Regions from separate parts of the Ovis aries genome. Here region 2 is linked to region 1. The links are chromatin contacts, called in public Hi-C maps. All regions are on one chromosome and are shown on one strand. Each heading gives the region's core, a stretch centred on a gene start, on an enhancer-like site or on the middle of the called end of the contact. The rest is flanking DNA. Distances are from core to core; before and after follow the strand shown.

Region 1 (4,466 bases), core at 526-3,025:
TGGAATAGTCATTGGTAAGGTCAGCTGCCTGAAAGTTACTGGGTTCCCATTGTTTCTACACCATTGATTCTGCAAGTTAATTTTGGTTTTCTTGATAACTCTTGATCTCACTTCATAGTTTTTACCTTTAGATGGCAGCAGAGGCTAGTTATATTATTAGGACAACTCTAAATTTCATTCCCAAATCTTAAAGAAAAAAGCTATGTTTTTTTTGTTTGTATGAATTTTATACTTGGACATGTTTCAGTAAATGAGGTAGAGAGCTTTAAAATGTGTCACCTCTTGGATCATTTTTATAGAACACTATGTCAAATAGCTCCAAGAAAGCTTTATCCGAATTTGGAGAGCATATTGAAGGAGGAATCGATGCATATGGCTCTTTTAAGACCACACAGTGATTAAGAATTGGAGGTTCCTGGGTTTCATCAGAAAGCAGATGTCTTGGAGGAGATTAAGCAAGTTGGAAAGCTCATTCATAGAAGAAAAGTTTGCGGGTTTTTTTTGTTTTTTTTTTTTAATGTTTAACTCAGTTTAACATGGAGATTGGGGTTTGGAATGGATTACAAGTTTAAAAGATGCTGAGTTGAGTGAGGCAGAGGCCTCACTTATATTTAGGTAACAGTAGAAAGAAAAGGAGAATTCATTAAGTTCTTAAAATGTTAGCTTGTTTAGCCTGTAGGTTCTTAAAAGAAACCGAGCTATCTATATGATTATGATTACAGCAAGTCATTAGATAGCAGTGAGCCTTAATGACCAAAAGAAGTACTGAAAGGGAAAATGTTTTATTCAAAATCTCAGTTCTGCAATCCAATTTCTACTTGATCCTTGTCCTCCTTCACACTATACTGGAGGGCAAACACCGGAACAAAATTAGTTTCCTTGTATGAGGAAACTATCAGATCCTAGTTACACAGCTGGAATCAGGATGTTTCCTTTTCTCTAAATGAAATTAATTGTGTAAGTACTTTGAACTTTTTGGAGATATATTGGCAACATATTGTGTAAGAAAGCTGTGTTCCCTCAGGAGTGTTCTTGACTCCAGGGACTGCAGGGCCCTCACTACACCTTTAACTCTAGAGGTTGAAAGGCTCAGGACTTCCAGAGACCTTGAGTGGTTTTCATCTGTGGTCACTGGGGTAGGCAAGGGAGGGGCGGAGTCAGGGCTGCCTGACTTGCTTAGGGACCCAGCTATGGAATGCTTTGGTCAAGGCCCTGGTGTTATCAGAATGACAGTGTTTTGTATTTTTGTTTTTATCTCTGTTTATGGGAAAGTACATAAGTAATGATGATGGATATGGTGATGAAAAGAAGGAAATGCTAAAATGAGAAAAAATGTCTTTGGAATATAATTGCCTTTTGTCTTTTGTATTGTTTGGTAAATCACTGCTAATTTTTTTTTTTTAAGGAAACAGCAGATAATGAATCTGGCAGATAGCCCAGAATTTCATATGCTGCTTTGGCGTTTTTCTCTTGATTTTCTCAGAATTTCATTATACAATAAAACTTTGTCACTAAAATTTTAGCTTTATGTGGCAAACGGTCCTTCAGAAGGAAACTCTGTAGTTTCATTAGCTCATTCCCACTAATGTCTTGTGAGAGAACGTTTGGTTTTAAATAGAACTGCAGTGCTGTGATTTATATTTAAGAGTTGTCCAGTTTCTGAGGTGAAGGCTAGAGGAAATTGATGCCTTCATTTTATAATGTAACATGGTTTGTGGTTATACCTAGTCACCTCCCAGTCTTTCTGTGGTAATTACACCATGGGTAGTCCAAGAATAAGCATTGAAGTACAGTTTTCAAAAATCCTTCCTAACCTAGTTACTTCCATTTTTGTGTTCAGACACATAGCATCCCATTTAGAAACAGAATGTTCAGATATACTAACCTTGAACTGTTTTGTTTATCCCCTTTCTTTTTATTCATCTGTCAGGTTTTTCAGCTCAGCTTTTTTCTTTTTCTTCTATTTTGGTACCCACTCCCGTCTTTCTCCTTCCCTTACATACACCCACGTAACTTTTAAAAATCATTCTCCAGCTTATATTTTACAACAGCCCCGGGTTAGTGACTAGAGCACTGGGTGTGGAGCCGGGTGGACCTGGGTGGGTCTCGATTCTGGTTCTGGCACCACTATCTGTGTGTTCTTGATCAAGCCAGTCAGCCTGTGGCCGACCTTAGTTTCCTCATCTTGTAACCCTTAGGATTAGACTGCCTACTTGCAAGTTCCTTAGCGGGTAGAGATACTGTGTAGGAAAGTCCCTGGCGCATCCAAAGTGCTAGTTGTTACTAATGTCAACCTTATCATCTTTACTTTTTTCTTTTTTTTCTTTTCTTTTTTACTTGTACTTTTTCTTTCTTTCTGTTCTTAAGGTACTCATTTCTTGATCATAACGATAACTTATCTTCTTTGGTTATTTTACATTTGTTGTTTTTCTGCTTTATCTCTTGCTCTCCCATCTCTCCAGTTAATTCTTAGAAACATATTGCTAAGCATAGCAGTTGCAACAGCTGACCAGGCAGTGCCAGGTATTGGGCTATGTTTCTAACCACCCCTGGCCCAGAAAACCTTCACACATCCTTTTCTGCCCTCATCCTACTTAGTCTATTCATTGTCTTTCTTTTTTAGAGTTTATTTGAAAACATATTCTGTCCTGTCTTTTAATTGTTCAAAAATGAAGCATTTATACCATCTATAAAGTCTTTTGACCCTGACATTCAGTGATTCTATGAAAACAAGTGCAAGTCAACTGTGGCCCCCAGGTGTGTTGTTAGACCTGTGCACTTTTGCTGAGCTCCTATTACCAGCAGTGTTTAAGTCCTGGATAATGTAGTACAGTGGTTCTTAACGTTTATAAACCCAAGAATGAGCCAGGCAGCTTGTTAAGATGCAGATTCTTGCACTGGATTTCACAGGTCTGGGGATGTGGAAATCTGTGGAGGTCTTGGTAATTCTGATAAATGCGATCATTTTGAGAAACATTAATATGAGAGTTTCAAAAAATAAATGACAGCTTATTCTTACTCAAGAGATTATAGGATTATAGTGTAAGAGGGGTGACAAAAGACTAGAATGAGGCAAAATTAAGTGCTATAATAAAAGTACAAACAGAAATGATTTGGAAACTCAGGAAAACTGAGAAAAATAGAGAATTTTCTGGAGGAATCGACACTTGAGGTAGGAGTAAGATTTCAGTAAAGGAACAAAGAGAGAAGAGCATTATTGTCCAAGGAACAGCATGAGCAAAGGCCTAGCACCAGAAGGCCTGTGGTGTGTGAGGAGATGGCCAGTGCAGCGTCCTGCTGAGGGCGCCCATTACGTCCAGAGTTTCAAAGGGAGAGGAGGTGACAGGTGGAGGCCTGATTGAAAGTCTGGATTTGGGCCACTCAGTAATGTAAGTGCTAAGTAAGTGTGGTTTTGAGGCAAGGGACTGGAGAGTTGCCATGGTCAGGACCGGGTTGTAGAAAGATCACCAGCAACACAAGTGAAGGTTGTATTAGAGGTGTGGGGTTAAATCCAATAGTTTAACTATTTTACAGTAGCATCTGTTCTGAAGTCTGGTTTTGGGGCGTACCAGCACAGATAAGGAGAAGGCAATGGCACCCCGCTCCAGTACTCTTGCCTGGAAAATCCCATGGATGGAGGAGCCTGGTGGGCTGCAGTCCATGGCATCGCTATGAGTTGAACACGACTGAGTGACTTCACTTTCATTTTTCACTTTCATGCATTGGAGAAGGAAATGGCAACCCACTCCAGTATTCTTGCATAGAGAATCCCGTGGTCAGAGGAGCCTGGTGGGCTGCTGTCCATAGGGTCGCACAGAGACTGAAGCGACTTAGCATGCATGCATGCACTGTAGAAGGAAATAGCAACCGACTCCAGTGTGCTTGCCTGGAGAATCCCAGGATGGGGGAGCCTGATGGGCTGCCGTCTATGGGATCACACAGAGTCGGACACGACTGAAGCGACTTAGCAGCAGCAGCAGCAGCACAGATAAAAGAGAGAAGGCAGAGGGAGAAATACCAGGGCAGAGTGGTCGGCTGGATCTAGAGGATGAGCAGAGAAGTGGAGAACAGGACTCAGATGTTGACCCTGGGTGACAGGGAAGGTGGTGGAACACCACCAGAAGTGAGACAAAGCAATCAGAGAGCAATCCAAGAGTGACAGAGCCCAGGGGTGTGGGCACATGCTAGGTTTGAAGTGCAGGCCGGTCTTCCATATGCAGCTGTTTGGTAGGCATTGAAAACTTGGAGATGCTGCTTTGAGAATCATCATAGAAAAACTGCTGATACCATTCAAGTGGCTGAGGCAGCCCAGGGAGAAAATGTGATTCCCCCTCACCTGCCACTTTTTCCTTCTCCCAGCGTGGGTGCTTCTGTATAATTTTCCCAAAGCCTGAGAAGTGAGTTTTATGCCCACATTCCCACTACAAGGCTGCCTGTCTTATTAACTGATAAGAGTGTGACTAGTT
Region 2 (4,497 bases), core at 154-2,653, 240 kb after region 1:
CAGGACACAAGGATATTAGAAGACTCTGATAAGCCCCTGCCTACGGAATGAAACTTTCCACAATCTGATGCTTATAAGTGGGTATGGGTTTTAAGTTCTAATTTCTTGAAGTGAAAAAATTAGGTCACCTCAGCAGGCAGACTGAAGAAAAAAATTGACTAAGAGTCAAATGAGGCAGATGTCTGTTCTTGGATGCCTCTACACATCTCCCATTAGTGAGTTCCTCTCTATCCCAGCAGCTTGAAATACTCACATCCCAGACCTAAAGCTTTGCTCAGCTTTAGTTCCTCAAACTTCTACCCCAAACATGAACTCTCACAGTGGACGAGTTGAAGTCTCTCCACTTCATCTCTCCCCAGCGCCTCAGTGCCAACTCCATTCACTTTATGCCCTCAAACCTAGAGGTGTCGAGGCATCAGTAAGACCAGTTTCTCCCTCCTGTTCCCTTCACAACAGAGTTCAGAGGGTTTTTAGAGAAAAGGAAGGCTGTAAAACCTCCAGTGTTAGAACACTGAGTTAAGGCCCAATTTCTCCTCTGGAATCACAGTTTCATCTGTGAAGTTTAACTTAAAGTTCAGTCATTGAATGATATGTCTAGTATTCTGGAGCCCTGCTCTTCCCAATCTTCTGAACTTCACTCTCACTTGAGTGGAAAGGGGCAGCTTGGATGACACCCAGGAGGAATTTGGTGCAAGTTCAGGAAAACGTCCTTGGTAACATGCGTCTCTTAAACAGTGTATTTCTTTTGAGATTTTGTAGACAGATGTGAACTGAAGGCAGCCTTTAGGGTAATTTCTCTTACCTAGTCAGCAGTACAAAGTAAGGCTTAAAGTTTTGTGGTTTTTCTTTTAAAAAGGACAGACTGACTCATTTCACTATTGACACAGTAAAGTACACTCAGAGTTGAAGAGCCTCACTAGATAATCTGAGTTTCTCTTGTCCCGCTTCTGGGAAATTATCATTTTAAAAACAAAATGCCTCTTTTTATTTTCTAAAAGAGCCTTATAAATCACTGCCATTTGAAGCTATAAAGGTGGTGTTGGGGTTATTTTCTGGTGGGACTAATATGTCACTAAAGCAGGACTTTTGATATATTAAAAAAGATTTAAAGCAAAACAGTTTAGATTTTAATCCTTTTTGAGGCACTGGAAAACACTTCATCGTTTGTCCTTAGCCTTGGCCTCCTTTAACCCTCATCTCCCTATCACTTTCATCTGCTTCTTCAATTCTGGCCTTTTTTCCTTGCATTCAGGAAGTATTTTTTCAGCACCTGTTATGTAAATAGCAGTGTTCAGACACTGAGGAGGTGAGGAAATGAAGACAAAGACCATGTCCTCCAAGGACAGAGGGTGTAGTTCAGAGGTTGCAAGTTTAAATGACTGCAGGAGACAGGAAGGTCTGTGAGATCAGGAAGGGGCCGGCGCGGGTCAGAGGCGTGATTTGGACCCTGCCAAGGTGGAAAGGATGCATCCCTCTGAAGGGACCATCATTACTCCAGTCAGCAGCTCCAGCTGATTGGAGCCATCCTAGAATGCCAGCCCAGCATTGTCAGAGCCTCTGGCTTGTCACAAGAAGTCACAAAATCAAATTTTTATGATATGCCATCTCCTGATTTTTAAAAAATTCTGGCAACTAATTCAGATTCTTCAAAACCATTGTGTGGGCCAAACAAAACATGTTGGTGGGCTGAATTCAACCCATGGGCCTCTAGTTCAGGGAGCTCTGGTCTGTTTAGTGAGATAAATCATACATGTATGAAATCATTCATTTAAAACGTGGCTTCTATGACTAAGCCCTAATGAGTGACACAGACAGTACCTGCTGGAGAAGTTCAGAGAAAGGAGAAGGACCAAGGAGAGGGGAGAAAGATGGGCCTCGGGGGCTGCACCAGGCAGGTAAGGGGTGTGAGGAAACTAGAGAGTGTGTGTGAAGAATGTGGAGACCCACTGAGGCCATGTGGTGGTGGGAGGCCTCCAGTGCCAGGCTGAGGACATTGGACTCGACTTCCTAGGTCCCAGGGAGCCACTGAGGATTTGTTGATCTGCTAATTTAGAAAATGAAAGTTGTCGGTGAGTAAGGGGTAAAGCAGCATGCAAGAAGAAACCATCAGCAGACTCTTGCTATCAGGCTTTCCTGTTTTCCATTCCACTTCCTCTTCCACCTCTCTGCACACATCCCCAAACTGTCCACCTAATGTACTTCTAAAAGAAGAAGCCACCCTCTAGCAAGATATCTTTAAAGTATGCCAGTGCCCTAAACCAGAACAGGAAAATGAAATCAGACCAAATTAGAATGGTACCCGCACCAAGGAAAAAACGACAAACTAGCCACCGCCTCTCCCTAAGAGGGGTGTGAGGGGGAACACAGTTTGAAAAATAAATGAGGCATCTCTTTGAGACACAGATCTATGTGGTAAGCAAGACCTATGTGTCTCTCAAATGGGCACAGGAAGGTGCAGACCTGCATTCTAATTAGGTGTACTAGCTGATCAGGACTAGCTCAGCAATACCCACGGTCGGAAACCACCTAACATTTATTGCCACATTTTCTCACTTAAGTGACCAGTAGACGTGCACATAGAATACAGAAAAGTGCCATTATAAAAGGGGAGGGCACACATTTTTCGATGTTACAATATATAGCAGATCGTCTTGCAGATGATCCTGAAGGGCCAAAGATGAGTCATTGCTAAGTACAGAGTATGTTTGTGAGACGACGGGCTCTTCCTGTGTGTACATCAGTGGACCATTCCCTGTGCCCCACCTTGGACCCTCGGCATTGGTTAGCTCAGATGGGTCCAGGCTTACAGACTTTTAAACATCTTCATAGCTGGTTCAGGACCCTACACAATTTTGCTTGGCTGTTGGAATCTAAATGTCTGGTTGATATAGGCAGTTGTTAGTTATTCCAGATTGGATCATGCATGGTATTAATTTTCTGAGGCCCTTATTTTATTTATCCTTATTCTTTCTGCTATACTTTACTTTAACCATCTCTTTTGCCTCCCTAGTGATAGAGATCTGAAATAGTCCACCACTCTCTGTGGTAAAACTGTCTTCTTTTAATACAGAGGATTTAATACTTACCAGTATTAGCATCCATTCCTCCCCCACTTGCCCTCTGAGCCACTGTATGCATTACAGTCAATCCCTCACAGAGTCACACAAGCCCCTCCAAGCTTAAAAATGCCGCTATCTCTTCGTAGGGCTTCCCAGGTGGCGCTGGTGGTAAAGAATCCACTTGCAGTTCAGGAGATGCCAGAGACAAGGGTTCGACCCCTGGGTCAAGAAAATCTCCTGGAGTAGGAAATGGCAACCCACTCCAGTATTCTTGCCTGGAGATTCCCATGGACAGAGGAGCCTGGCAGGCTGCAGTCCATGGGGTTGCCCAGAATCAGACATGACTGAGCGCTCTCACACACACCTCTTCCTAGAACATTGTGTTGGCACCTGCACAGGTGTTGAGAGCTGCACTACCTCTCCAGCCTCTCTTTGAATTAACTGTAAGCTGCATCCTGACCTCAAAGTTTCTCAAACTATAGAAGTTTAAAAGCCAGGTACCTTAGGTTTGAGGAAATCTAGTCTTCTTCCAGGCCAAGATATCACTTGAAGTAGCTTTGATCTGGTTCCTTAGCATTCTCCCTACCTCCACCCTGATCCAAGCCTCATCCCTCCACTCTAAATTCCCGTCATAACCGGCCTCCCTGTTCTCAGTTGCTCGGACAGACTAGACACCTTAAAACCTGGTTCTAGTTCTATAAGCTTGAGCAGCTCGTTTAATCTCTCTGAGCCAGTAGGCAGTTTGTTCAGCAAGAGAGGAGCATAGAAATAGATGTTTCCTTTTGAGTCATGAGACTAAGATTCTAGGAGTTTTCAAGCATCTTCAAGATGGAATTTGGAGGGCATTGCCAAAGTCAAAATAACTTCAAGCCAGATTAAAATTTCTTTGTAGTTATTGTGCCACTTAGTACCCTGTTTTCTTTCCTTTTTTTTTTTAGTTTAATTTTTTTTACTTTATAATACTGTATTGGTTTTGCCATACATTGATATGAATCCACCACGGGTGTACATGAGTTCCCAATCCTGAACCCCCGTCCCACCGTCCTCCCCATATCATCTCTCTGGGTCATCCCAGTGCACCAGCCCCAAGCATCCTGTATCCTGTATCGAACCTAGACTGGCGATTCATTTCTTACATGATAGAGTACCCTGTTTTCTTTACTGCTGAAATACCAGTGCCCTCACCTGTGTGTTGGTCACTGAAAACCTTGTTACCCCAAGATGCTGTCTCTCTTCTGTTTATTCTTAAATAACTCCTGGTATTTCTTCTCCTTCCCCTGTCTTCCCAGTTTAAAGCAAAAATTTTTCAACAGAAAATTTTAAAATTGACTTCATCCTTAATAATGATTTCAGTCAACCAGTACGAATCTAAATGTCTTATTACTGTATATCTAAATAGTTGTATTATTACTGTGAACATAATTATTGTTACTGTGGT

Evidence for each region. Hi-C and Micro-C count contacts between places; a contact is called where the count stands out from the background.
Region 2: a contact with region 1 is called in a Hi-C map of tail adipose tissue, with 5 times the contacts expected there. The contact joins two enhancer-like sites. A contact is called at or near these places in 7 of 16 Hi-C or Micro-C datasets (hypothalamus, mesenteric adipose tissue, mixed tissues and 3 more).

The regions. Positions count from the first base shown.
Region 1 is chr1:165,035,061-165,039,526 of ARS-UI_Ramb_v3.0, forward strand. All of the region lies in intron 5 of FILIP1L (filamin A interacting protein 1 like), which reads right to left. All of the region lies in intron 1 of CMSS1 (cms1 ribosomal small subunit homolog), which reads left to right. Among named protein-coding and RNA genes, the nearest start is that of CMSS1, 18 kb to the left of the region's middle. Within about 2 kb of position 1,776, at least 4 of the 54 cell types and tissues checked have an H3K27ac peak or open chromatin away from gene starts, as enhancers often do.
Region 2 is chr1:165,276,483-165,280,979 of ARS-UI_Ramb_v3.0, forward strand. The region is part of intron 1 of FILIP1L (filamin A interacting protein 1 like); the gene reads right to left. All of the region lies in intron 2 of CMSS1 (cms1 ribosomal small subunit homolog), which reads left to right. Among named protein-coding and RNA genes, the nearest start is that of FILIP1L, 57 kb to the right of the region's middle. Within about 2 kb of position 1,404, at least 13 of the 54 cell types and tissues checked have an H3K27ac peak or open chromatin away from gene starts, as enhancers often do.